2 separate regions of the Macaca mulatta genome follow, and region 2 is linked to region 1. Evidence: chromatin contacts called from public Hi-C data. All regions are on one chromosome and are shown on one strand. The core of a region is the stretch at or near the end of the contact, and the rest is flanking DNA. Distances in the headings are between cores, read along the strand shown. Region 1 holds the start of EPB41L2 (erythrocyte membrane protein band 4.1 like 2). Region 2 holds the start of AKAP7 (A-kinase anchoring protein 7).

The links. Hi-C and Micro-C count contacts between places; a contact is called where the count stands out from the background.
Region 2: a contact with region 1 is called in a Hi-C map of fetal cortex germinal zone, with 1.7 times the contacts expected there. The contact joins the promoter of AKAP7 here to the promoter of EPB41L2 in region 1. A contact is called at or near these places in 2 of 14 Hi-C or Micro-C datasets (cortical neurons and fetal cortex germinal zone).

Annotation. Positions count from the first base shown.
Region 1 is chr4:36,112,500-36,119,188 of T2T-MMU8v2.0, reverse strand. EPB41L2 (erythrocyte membrane protein band 4.1 like 2) reads left to right here and starts at 3,603. Exons shown (of 19, transcript XR_013416205.1): 1 at 3,603-3,707.
Region 2 is chr4:36,176,524-36,182,673 of T2T-MMU8v2.0, reverse strand. AKAP7 (A-kinase anchoring protein 7) reads right to left here and starts at 4,610. Exons shown (of 10, transcript XR_013416209.1): 1 at 4,334-4,610; 2 at 523-654.

The DNA of each region.
Region 1 (6,689 bases), core at 2,354-4,853:
GACGTGTCCGGAGTGTCTTCCTTCTGGTGGGTTCATGGTCTCGCTGACTTCAAGAGTGAAGCCGCAGACCTTTGCAGTGAGTGTTACAGCTCAGCTTAAAGGCAGCAGGTCCAGCGTTGTTCATTCCTTCCCTGGTGGGTTCGTGGTCCGGCTGACTTCAGCAGTGAAGCTGCAGACCTTCAGGGTGAGTGTCACAGCTATAAACGCAGCACGAACCCGAGTGAGCAGCAGCAATATTTACTGCGAAGAGCAAAATAACAAAGCTTCCATGCCGTTGACAGAGTACCCCAGTGGGTTACCGGTGCTGGCACTGGTGGCCTGCTTTTATTCCCTTATTTGGCCCCACCCACATCCTGCTGATTGGTCCATTTTACAGAGTGCTGATTGGTGCATTTACAATCCTTTAGCTAGACAGAAAAGTTCTTCAAGTCCCCACCCTAGGTAGAAGCCCAGTTGTCTTTACCTCTCACTACCAAGAGGCAAAGTCTATGACCCCTCTCCTTGAATTGGGGCTAGCCCTCTGATTTGCTTTGACCAACAGAATGGAACATAAGTGATGCTGTGTGACTTCTGGGTCAAGCCCTTGCAGGCCTTGCAGCATTTGCTTTTGTTCTCTTGGAAGCTGGGTGTCATGTAAAGAAGTCTGTGTTATCCTACTAGATAGGCCACATAGAGGATGGAGGGAGGAAGCACATGCAGAAAACAAAGGGAGGAGGGAGAGAGAGAGTCTGGAGGATGAGAGTCCATGTGGAGGAGAAGTTAGGAGCCCCCAGTTGACAGGCAGCACCAACTGCCAGACATGTGAGTAAAGCCATCTTAGATCCTTTATCCACAGTTGAGCCTCCCAGCTGAGCATTGCTTGAATTCCTGCCCCAGAGAATCACAAGCAATAAAACGGTTGTTTGAAGTCACTAAAGCAGAGTCTTGTAGCCCAACTGAAACTGAGCCAAAGTTGGGCAGGTGACAGAGTGACTCCTGCAGTCATTTGTGTGATATGTTTGTTGCTGTGGCAGTGGAACTGGGATTGCATGAATTCATGATGAAGCTTGAGAATGCCTTAGAAATAGTAGGAGAGAGCCTTTTCAGGTCTTGTTGCCTGTGGATCATGTAAAGGAAGGGCAGGTCCTCAACCCAGAGCCACTCCAACCTGGTTTGGGCTTGGCACACAGAAGGCACAAAGATAAAACAATGACTCATGGATATAGTGAGATCAAGCTTTTCCAGGGGCCATGCCTATGGGGGTGAGTTGGTGAGTAAAGGCACTAAGGAAGTCCTGGCTACATTTCTAGTCCATACTTCCAAACTAACTATGTTTGCAGATAGTGCCCAGGATTGAGGCTATTATGGTACATTTGGATGTGGTAGCTCTCAGGACTAGTACCTATATTCCTGTCTTGTTCTCTGCGTCAGTCCTTTGCCTGTTACTATGGTGTGTCTAGTGGGAAGACTCAATCTTGTTCTTTCTAGTGTGTTTTCCTGGGGATTAACATTCTGTCCTTGAACTGCAGCCTGGTAGTCCTGACAGTACTTCCACCTGCCTGAGTCTTTGAATATCACCTATTCCAGGACTTTGTCCTTCTTTCTGTTCAAACTCCTCTTCTCTTCTTGTTAGACTTCCCTGGTTGTCTGGACTACCACCTGTTGTTTGCTAAAATCTCTATGATGCCACCTTCCATCAGTTTTTTTCACTTCCTTATAGCTCCTGGGACTTGATTTTTCTACCCTCAGTTCCTGCTAGGTCCTCACTGAATCTGTTCCATTCCATTAAAATGCTAGGGCTATGTAAGGCTGTGTCCAAAAACAGAGTTCAATTCTTCTTCCACACAATAGCCTTTAGAGATTTGACAACCTTTTCATCACCTTTAATCGTCTCTTTAGGCTAAATCTTGCTGGTTCCCACATTTTCAAGGTCACGCATTTATGGTTATAATTCAGGTTTCAATATTTTCTTTTGGAGGGAAAAATTCCTTCTTAAAATGTGGTGTATAGGAGAGATTCATGTACTTCAACAGAGAGTATAGGAGGCATATCCTTTCTTATGAGAAGGGCATTGTATTTAATTAATTATGCCTATATTTATGTTATTTTGCACTAGCATTTTAAAGGGATTCCATCAGGGTGGATCAATGTTTTACGGGCCCAAAAGCTTATATGACTTTAGGGACTCTTTAAAAAACACAAAATGAAATACAAAATTATAAAGTTAGTTTCAAGTCTTGTGAAAATGAGAGATCCTGGCTTGTTTCATTAGTTTTGTTGTAAATCTGCTGCATATTTCTTATTATGAGAAAATAATAGTATTTTCTCATTAAATTTCCAGGTCTCCTTTACCAGAATTGCTGTCTGATCAGATTTCTGCTCTGTTTTAGCACATCTTATAAAATTTAACTTGTATACTTAGCATAAGGGATTGTGATTAAGTAAATTAATACATGTAAGGGACTTAGAACAATGCCTAGCGCATAAAGCACACAATCAGCCTTAACTATTATTATTTGGATTATTTACTAGAAGGACCTTGGCAAATAATTTATTTTCCCAACTCTTTTTGATGTAATGGAGCTAATACGTGCCTGCCTTTTTCGTAGGGTAATTGTGAGGATCAAATGATAATAAAATATGTGAATGTATTTCGTTAACTAGAAGGTATTGTTACTGAGGTTTCATTTGACATTGTTAATTTTGGAAAAGGTTCTGTTTAGGAAAGAAAGGGAGACTTAGCTGTGACTGGTGGAATCACTAAAGACCTCAATAAAGGAGGGAGGAGTAAAAAGGACAAGAGGTGTGTGTGAGGCAGATGCTGGAGGCAGTGAGCTGGACACGTTGACACCAGCTTGACGCGCAAACCTTCAGAAAAGATGAAATATGTTGAATCTGAAACATATTGACCTCATCGTACAAAAGAACCAGAAGGGTAGAGTGTGTGTGTGTGTGTGTGTGTGTGCTTGTGGCTTTCCACAATTTAGCCCCAAACTAGGTTTTTTCCAGACTCTTCTTCACCCGTGGTCATGCTCTGCAATCCAGGTTCCCAGGCCTCTGCCCGGAGAAATCCTACTTACTCTGGGGAGGCCTTTCCTCCACGGGGTTTCCCCAACCCCTCCTGTCCTTCCCACAGGAAGAAAAAATGGTTCCTTTTCAATGCCCTTTCTGTGAAAGCACTTTTTCCACTCTAGACTGAGGGAGACCCGGTTTTCCTTATTCTGCATCTCCAGGCTCTGCTCCAGTGTCTACCTCTACGAAGGCGCTCAATGAAGGTTTAGTCAGCGAATGCACTTTGAATAAATAACTTTTAAAAGTTAAGAGGACATTTAAGGCCAGGAACCGCAGTTGAGAACGCGTTGCCCAGGCGCATTAGCTATCATCCGGGCTGCCCTGAGGGCGAAGGACGTCCTCCAGCCCCGGGTCCCCGCGGCAGCCCTCAGCGAATCCCGCGGGAAAGGTCTCCCGCCCGCGCAGGGGCGGGGCCTGGGCGTCGGGGGCGGGACCGCCCGCGGGGGTTTCCGCGCCGGGGGCTCGTCCGGCGGGGGCGCGGGAGGGGCTTCCGCCGCAAGGGGGCGGGGCCGGCGCTCAGAGTCCTCTGACGGCCCCAGCCAGGGAATTTCAATTTGAAACCTAGCGGAGGGAGGAGGCAGGCGCGGCTGCCGGCGGCTGGGACCGAAGAGGGACGGGTCCTCGCGGCGAGCGAGCTCCTGAGGTGCGGCGTCGGGGTAAGGAGGCTTGCGGGGCTGCACGGGCCGGGCAACTCGTCAGTGTGGGGCTGCAGGGGCGGCTCAGATTTTTCCTCTGGCTGCAGCTGGGAAGCTGATCCCAGGCAGGAAGCGGTGGCTGGACGGTCCCACCGGGATGGGGGGCGGGGAGAGGGGGCCCGGCTTTGGGATTTTCTGAGGCTCCCTCTCTCCTTTCCCTCCCGGTCTCTGCCCGACCTGATTCCTGCCCCGGGGTCCGGGTCCTGTTGCTCCGAGCCGGATCCCGGCTTCGCTGCTCCCCGCGGTCCCCCTCTTCCCTCTTCCGGGGGACCGGGGCTGCGTCCTGGCGGAGCCAGGAGAGGCGGGGGCACGGGGAGGACGCCGTCCCCCCCGGGGTGCCGTGGGCTCAGGTCACGCGTCCGGGCCCCGTGGAGCAGCAGCGGGAGAAATCCGTCTCCATCCCCCCCGCGGGGAGGGGCTCGGCCGCCGCGTCGCCCTTCAGGAGGAGGGTTTTAGGAGGGGAAGCGCGGGCCGGCCGCGCGCGTGGGGACTGCGGGAAGCCGGGCGAGGGCGGCGCGCCAGCCCCACGCGCGGTGCGGATCGGGCCCGGCGTCGGCTTGCGCCCGCGCCCCCAGCTGCCGCCTGCGCCGTCTGGGAGCTGCGGAGAGGGACGCGTGTTTCGTGCTCGGATCGTTACAGTTCCCACACCCAGGCCATCTCACCACCGATGGCTTGTTTTTTTCTCCTCCCGCGCTGGGGGCCGAGGGTTGGGAGCATTTTTAGGGCAGCAGCGGGGAAGGACGAGGAGAACCTAAAGGAGCGCGACAGGGTTGAAGTCGGCGTCTGGGGAACCCATCCCCAGGCGCAGACGCTGCCCCCAGCAGCCTGACGTCTGTGGTAGGACATCAGTTATGCTTCTCCAGATCGCTCACCTCCCCTGAGGTCAAGTTTATTTATTTATTATTATTTTTATTTTTTTAAATAAAATGAGGTTTGGCGAGAAGAACTCCTGCCTAGAGTCTATTATTTTGGGGAGGGGTCTGGGTATGGAGCCCTCCCTACTGACCCGGGTAGTCTTTCATTGAATTGCCCCATCAACACCACAGCTGCCCCTAATTTTAAGATCCCTGGGTGGTTGGGAGGGATGGTGGAACCTAGAGAAGCTGTGGCTATATTTTCACATTTCTGAATCACATCTTTCCCCAGTTTCTTGAACTTCTTGCCTCTGAAATGGCGTGTGTGTGCCAGGCGTCTTGTTCCTCTTGTTACTGTTATTTAAGCTGTTTTAAAAAAAAGACTTTCGCGGTTTTCCCCTCATTTCTTCAGTCTTTATTTCCTCCCCACCCCCCGTTTTTATTGTTTTTTTTTTTTTTTCAACTGAATACTTTATTTCTGTGGTCTCTTTATAATGCTCTTGAGAATTAGCATTTCAGTTGGTATTCTGTCACATTTCACCTTGGGCTTAGCACTTGAGGGAAACTGAGTCAATTTCTATGCTGCAAGGGCTAGGATTTAGAATTCTCAAGCTTTGAACAGGTTTCAGTGGGGAACGAATAGTGCTTAATCCTATTCAGTTTCCCTTTGCAGGCTCATTGCTGTGAGAAATCACTGGGTGGCTGTTGCAGCCGCTGATGGGGGCTACATTGCAATGCAATCTTGAATTGTGATAAGGGCCAACGGGGTACATCCATCAGGCTGTGAGTTTGACGTAACTTTTAAAGAGCTATGCTGTGTCACCTGTCAGAGCTCGAGTGGTCATTCTTTTAATTCAATTTAAGAACTACCATCAAACTTCAGATATCTATTCTTGGGAGGTTATTGGAGAACTGTACAACTGGTAATGGCTTGGAACAATGGTGTGGATTTAGCGCTAATTTAATCCTATCCTGTCTTCCTCACTTCTTGGGCAGAATTCCCACTGAAGTCAGTAGTGGTCTTGTGTGCAGACAGACTGCTGAGAACAAGAGGCTGCTCATTTAGCGTAACGGGAAGGGACGGTTTCTTTCCTTTTAAAACATCCCTCTGTAAGAAAGACCTAGTCATAACAGTTCTTTAATCTTTCACCACTAGTCCAAGTAGTTAAGAGCACTTTTTGCAAAAACCTTCGAAAGAAAATTTGTGGATGAATTGAGCCACGTCCCTCGAACTCTTGATATTTACATTGGATGGTGATTGTTAAGATTAAAAGCGATTTAAAAAATCAGTTAACAAAGCTATAATTTCAGTAAAATTTTTCCTAACTTTTGTAAAAAACGTAAACTGCCAGGGAGCATTTTGTAGCAACTGGGTATGTATGCTTCAAATCTGAAATTTAAGTCCAAGTAGAAAGAAGCAAATTTAATTTAGGGGATGAATCTGAAGAGAAGCCACCAAAAAAATAACTATCTAAATATAAAAGAAGGAAATTCAGATATCTTTTGCTGTATTTCAGGAGATAGCTTTAGGGCAGTTTGCTCACTTTCATACGTGTTCTTAAAGACTTACTGACTGCCTGGGTCCATCGTTAGATATGCGAGCACTTGGAGGTTTCCAAATGAGCTTTGTGCTGATCTGAGTTGCTGAGCTAGTTAGATCCTTGGCTTCTTAACGTAACATTCTTGTGGCTTACCCTTTCCAAATTACTACTTCTAAGGAATTGAGTTTAAAAAACCTAACCAGTGACCAGAAAGTAAAAATAGGTATTTAAAAATCAGAACCATGTCCACGTGTACTACCCAACCACTTGCTTTCAACTAAAAATACTTGCAAAGATGACAAAGCAGTCCACAACCAAAATATTTATTGGTACAATTTCTCTGTAATTAGTAATATTGTACAGTTATGTTTAACATCAGGTTCTGCCCTGAATCACCCCTCTCATATTACTGTGGCCAGTGAACTACAAAGGTTGTATCTTTGCCATTTCATTTAGGAATGTGGGGTTTATATTTTATATTGCAGAATGCTAAATATTTTTGAAGGTTTTGTTTTGTTTCTGTTTCTACCCTGTCTTTACTAAAAATA
Region 2 (6,150 bases), core at 3,361-5,860, 62 kb before region 1:
TATAATATAATATATAAGATTATAATAATATCTATTTAAAAACTATTAAATAAAAACAAAACAAAACTTGGCCAGACACAATCATTCACATCTGTAATTCCAGCACTTTTGGAGGCCAAGGCAGGAGGATGGCTTGAGCCCAGGACTTTGAGACCAGTCTGGGCAACATGGCAAGACCCTATCTCTACAAAAAAAAAAAAAAAGTAGCCAGTCATGGTGGCACACATGGCTGTGGTCCCGGCTACCTCCCACCAGGAAGTTTGAGGTGGGAGGATTGCTTGAGACTAGGAGGTCAAGACTGCAGTGAACTGTGATCACACCACTGCACTCTAGCCTGGATGACAGAGGGAGACCATGTCTCAAAAAACTAGAATAAATAAATGAAATGAAATCAAAATTAAAACTCAAAAACATAAGTACTAAAAGTGAAATAACTTACAAAGAAAAAAATATATAACATATATACAACTAAATTTACTACTCATTGCTTTTAAATACATGTTTACTTAATAAAGTACTTACTTCTACAGTCATCCTGAATATCTACAGTAGCAAATGGCATGTCTACCAGAGAATCCATAGTATTGGCTTCAAATTCCTCCGACATTTTCTTTTTTCTTGATTCATTTTCACACTCATTGGAATTAATTTCTCCTTTAACATTTCACAAACAGAAAAAAAGGATTATTTAACTTGTTATTTTTTAAACTTATATCCTAAATGAAAATAACTCAGCTAACTGAATTCAATATAAATTAACAGCTGTTAAGAAAGTACCACTTGTGTTCAAATATATCATAGTTATAAACATTTATACCACATTATATATTTTTGTACACACTTATAAAGCTTTAATCATTTTTTAAAACACAGTATTCAACGTATGATTAGATGAAAACTGAGTCAATCAGTAATCCTCAAGATCTTTTATAGCTATATTTTAACTGTAAAACTACATATTTTTTCACATACCTTTTAAAACAACCAACAAGGTTTTGTCAGTCATTCTCATTCTTATTTTTAGCAATATCACTTATATGCTCTTATTTGTACAAGTTCTGGCCTATAATTTTTTCTTCAATAAAGACTTTCAAGTTGTTTCTCTCCATCTTGACATTTAACACTGGAAATTTAGTTTAAAATACATGGTTCTAAGTAATGCTTTTCTGAAAATTCAATTATTAAGAAGCAAATGATCTTACAGTTTCCCTAACTCCTCTCCCATGGTCATGTACTAACTTTAAAGCCATATTTCCTATTTAGTCTTTTTTTCGTTTTGTTTTCTTGCTATGGGTAGAACAATCTTATACCTTGGGTGGAGGTAAGAGAAAGAAGGTGTATGTTTAAATTGATAAAGTTAATTGCTACATTTATCAGATGGTAGTCTCCCCAGTGCCATTATAATCCATGTCTTTATTGACAGACACAAATGCTGTCTGAACTAATAAGATTGAACAGATCCTGGAATACTAATATAATTTTTACTCTAGATATTTACTAAAGATTAATTTACCACTCAAGATATTAAAGAAGTCCTTTAATTCACTGTCTTGTAATACTCTATTTTGAGATATAATATCTGTAAAACATATTCCATTAAGAATATGGCTTACAACATAGCTATGATGATAGGCCATAGTTAACATACATGCCAGAAAACATAAAATTGTATTGCAATTTGATTAATCTCTACTATTGTTCACACACCCACACCCCTGTTGTATTAGTCCATTCGCATTGCTATAAAGGAATACCTGAGGCTGGGTAATTTCTAAACAAAAGAGGTTTATTTGGCTCCTAGTTCTGCAGGCTGCACACAAAGCACAGTGCCAGCATCTGCTTTAGTGAGGGCCTCCAGAAGCTTAAGATCGTGGTGCAAGGCAAAGGGAAGCCAACGTGTCACATGTCAAGAAAAAGAGCAAAACAGAGAGGCAGAGATGCTAGCCTCTTTTAAGCAACCAGATCTCACATGAACTCATTATCACAGAGAGAGCACCAAGGCATTCATGAGAGATCTGCCCCCATGACTCAAACACCTCCCACCAAGCCCCACCTCCAACATTGCGGATTACATCTCAACATGGGATTTGGAGGAGACAAACATAAAAACTATTATCATTCTGCCCCTGGCCACCTAAATCTCACTGCAAAATATAATCATCTCTTCCCAATAGTCCGCCAAGGTCAACTCATTCCAGCATTAACTCAAAAGTCCAAAGTCTCATTTGAGACTCAAGGTAAGTTTCTTCCACCTATGTGGCCAAGGCTAAACAGTATAAACTGCTTGTAAATGCTGACAACTATGCTGAATACATTCATATGTTTCTCATTTCTGCTATTCAAACGTTTCAAAATTGAATATTACCTTTCTAAGAAAAACAATACATACATTTTAAGTACATTATAAAACCATACCTTTAAATATATGCTAATATTAAAATATAGGTGAAGCAAATGACTTCATCAAAAATAGGCCAACAGGGCCGGGCAAGGTGGCTCACGCCTGTAATCCCAGCACTTTGGGAGGCCAAGGCAGGCAGATCATGAGGTCAGGAGATACAGACCATCACGGCTAACGCGGTGAAACCCCATCTCTACTAAAAATACAAAAAATTAGCCAGGCGTGGTGGCACACACCTATAGTCCCAGCTACTCAGGAGGATGAGGCAGAGGAATTGCTTGAACCCGGGAGGCGCAGGTTGCAGTGAGCCGAGATTGTGCCACTGCACTCCAGCCTGAGCAACAGAGCGAGTGTAAAAAGGGTATGGACAGTCGCCCACTGTCACACAAAATGCAAGTTTCCTATCTGGATAATAAATGACTACTCAATTTTGCTAAGTAAGTCTCTCATCACTCAACTAGGTAAATAGTAAATTTATCCCAGCTGAGCAAGTTGCCTCACACCTGTAATCCCAGCACTCTGAGAGGACTGCTTGAGCCCAGGAGTTCAAGCCTGGGTGACATGGCAAGATCCCGTCTCTACAAAAAAAAAAAAAAAAAATACAAAAATTAGTCAGGCATGTTGGCACGGACCTTGCAGTCCCCGCTACTTGGGGAGGCTGAAACAGGAAGTTGGCATGATTCCAGCAGATCCAGGCTGCAGTGAGCCATGATCGCGCCAGTGCACTTCAACCTGAGCAACAGAGCAAGACCCTGTCTCTAAATAAAAAAACAAATAAATAAGTTTATTCCTAAGAACAACTAGAAAGGGCCAAAGGCATCCATTCTAGTCCTGGCTTAGCTACTAAAAATAGTATTAACATCTTACACGTTAGTAAATGTTGACTGCTGCGTAGAAATCAACAAGTTACCTGACCTCCAGGCTTTCCTTTCCTCCTCATAAAAAGGGAACAAAAGTACAATCCAAATTATTGAGGAGAAATGGACAAAATAAGTTAATAATGTCCGAAAATGGATGAAAGGAGGAAGTAACCTCCACAAACATCTTAAACTTTATATGAGTATAGAAAATATACAGATATGCTAACAGGATCCTGAATTGCAAGGCCACGGCACTTAAGGAACTGGAGTATGGCTCTTTTCTCCTTAACAATTTCCATTCCCATGCGTTTCCTAATTGCAAAAACTCACTGTCATCACTCCATTCACTTAACAATTGTAAACATATTTACATGAGTTAACTGCTATTTATATAGCACACGTTAACGTTTTTATGCTTTTTATACTCTTGTATGAGTTTATCCTATGAAAATCTTGCAGAGGAGCACCTTTTCTCTAATTGGTTTGCGGTCCCTTTTACCGAAAGTCCAACCCCTAACATGCTCCACTCACAAAGTTCAATTCACAACAAACGCTGACCCAAACTGGAATTTCATCCCGGGCGCTAGTATAGACTTGGCGCCAGTTTTAAAATTGGTCATGTTCAAACCTGGCAGAAAATCCTAAATGAGACAGTATGGTGGTTCAGGTGCTTAATATTTGTGATATAAGATACAATCGAGATTTTACTAGGTTTTGTTTACATTTACTCACATCGACACCGTCAAAAGCAATGTGTATTGGCATTAAGTTTGTGCAAAGGGTCACAGGATGAGAAAGGGAAAAAGAAAAGTGAAACTCGGGGATGGGCTCATACCCCCGCCTCCTGTCGGACCCACAATGCGTGCATTAAAACGCTTCGCTACAGGCAACACCGATGTACACTCGGTTGCACCAGGCTCCTCGGTGCTACCCTGAGTCCTTTCTGGAAGGAGGGAGACTCGGAGCAGGGCCGGCGCGGGTCAGGCCCTCCCAGAGGTCGAGCGCAGAGCGGGTCCAAGCCCCCGCGGCTCCTGTCGCCCCCGCCCCGGCCCGCTGGACAGCCAGGTCTCACCCGCTTCGGCGCGCTCCATGGTCGTGGCGCATGCGGGCGGCGCGTATGGGCTGGCGGCAGCGGCGGTGGCGGGCCGCAAACAGGGGCTGGAGGAGAGGTTGAGGCCAGGGCGGGGCCCGGGGCCCGAGGGTAGTGCGCTGGGCCGGGGCGGGGTCCAGCAACAGGCGGCGTGGGCCCGGGCAGCGGAGGCCAGGCCTGCGGAAGCGCGGAGCTTCCCAAGCCGCAGCCCCCGCGGCAGCAGCAGCAGCCGCCGCAGCGCCGGCATGTCAGGCCAGACACCGGAACCAACCGGAAGGGACCGACCCGAGTCGCCGGCGGTACCCGGATTCGAGCGAGAGGCGCGGCCGCGCTCGGGCAGGGCGGGGGAAACTAAGGCCGGCGACTGCGGCGTCACGGCAGCCCAGGTCGTCTCGACTCTGCAATGCAACGCTGGGTCCTGCCTGCCTCCCGAGCCCCGCGGCCTCCGACGGCCTTATAAGCCCTCATTTATATCCCGTGGCGCAGCCTTTCCTGTCCCACGCTTTCAGGGGCGAGATTGGGACTAGGATGAAAGAATTCTCTGGCCCGGTGTCTTTTGAAAACCCATGTACTTAGTTTTGCAATCAGGGTTCTGATTGCAGAATATTTGGGAATAGCGAAATGTACAAGAATGAGACCTTGTAATTCTGTATAATAAGATACTTTATTTACCTTACCTTTAAAAAATACAAATTGTGACAAAGTCTCTAATTTTTAACAATGTTATGTTTAGACATTAAGAGGAAACCAGTTGCTGGTTTTTGTAGTGTAAGGTACTGCTGTGAGTAAATTGGGAGAAAAAGCAATTTACTTAGTTTAAAAAAAAATAAAAACCTTTCACTTGAAACAGAATGCTATTGGGATTGGTTTTAGTGCAAAGAAACCAGGGGACAAAAACATTAGGTGCATCCGTCCACATATTAGCACTTTTTGTGAGTAATAACACTTCGCTTATGTTGAATGCATCCTAGAATAGGGATGGAAGAAAAGACCCCTACACAGCCACAACAGCTGGCGTAAAGGCTGCACACTAGAAGTCAGCAAACTAGTTACTCTGATTTTCAAATAATTTTAACACGTTGAGTATTTGATGCCCATTTATGGGCTGGTAGAAAAGTACAACCAGTTCCCCTAATATTTATTTAATACCTGAGCTCTGTGCTGAGAATGTGCAGGTAAGACAGGTCTTTTACTTATGGAGCTGATCATGTAATAGTGAGAGGTGACAACGTGCTAGCAGCCCTCGTGCTCTCGGCACCTTCTTGACCTCGGGGTCCACCCTGGCGGCACTTGAGGAGCCCTTCAGCCCACCACTGCACTGTGGGAGCCCCTCTCTGGGCTGGCCAAGGCCTGAGCCAGCTCCCTCTGCTTGTGGGGAGGTGTGGAGGGACAGGCGCAGGCGGGAACCGGGGCTGCGTGCTGCGTTCATGGGCCCGCGTGAGTTCCGGGCAGGGTAGACTCCAGGATCCCGCACTCAGAGCGGCAGGCTGGCTGCCGACCCGGGGCATTGAGGGGCTTAGCACCCGGGCCAGCAGCTGCCTAAGGTGTGCAGGGTCCCCCAGCATTGCCAGTCCCCCCACACCACACTCTAATTCTCGCCAGGCCTCAGCCACCTCCCCACAGGGCAGGGCTCAGGGCCTGCAGCCCATCATGCCTGAGCCCCTACCACACGGCCCAAGCCTCCCCTATGGGTGCCACCCTTGCTCCTGGGGTGCAGTCCCATCAACTGCAGAAGGGCTGGGGAATGCAGGCGTATGTCTAGCTAAAGGATTATAAACGCACCAATCAGCACTCTGTGT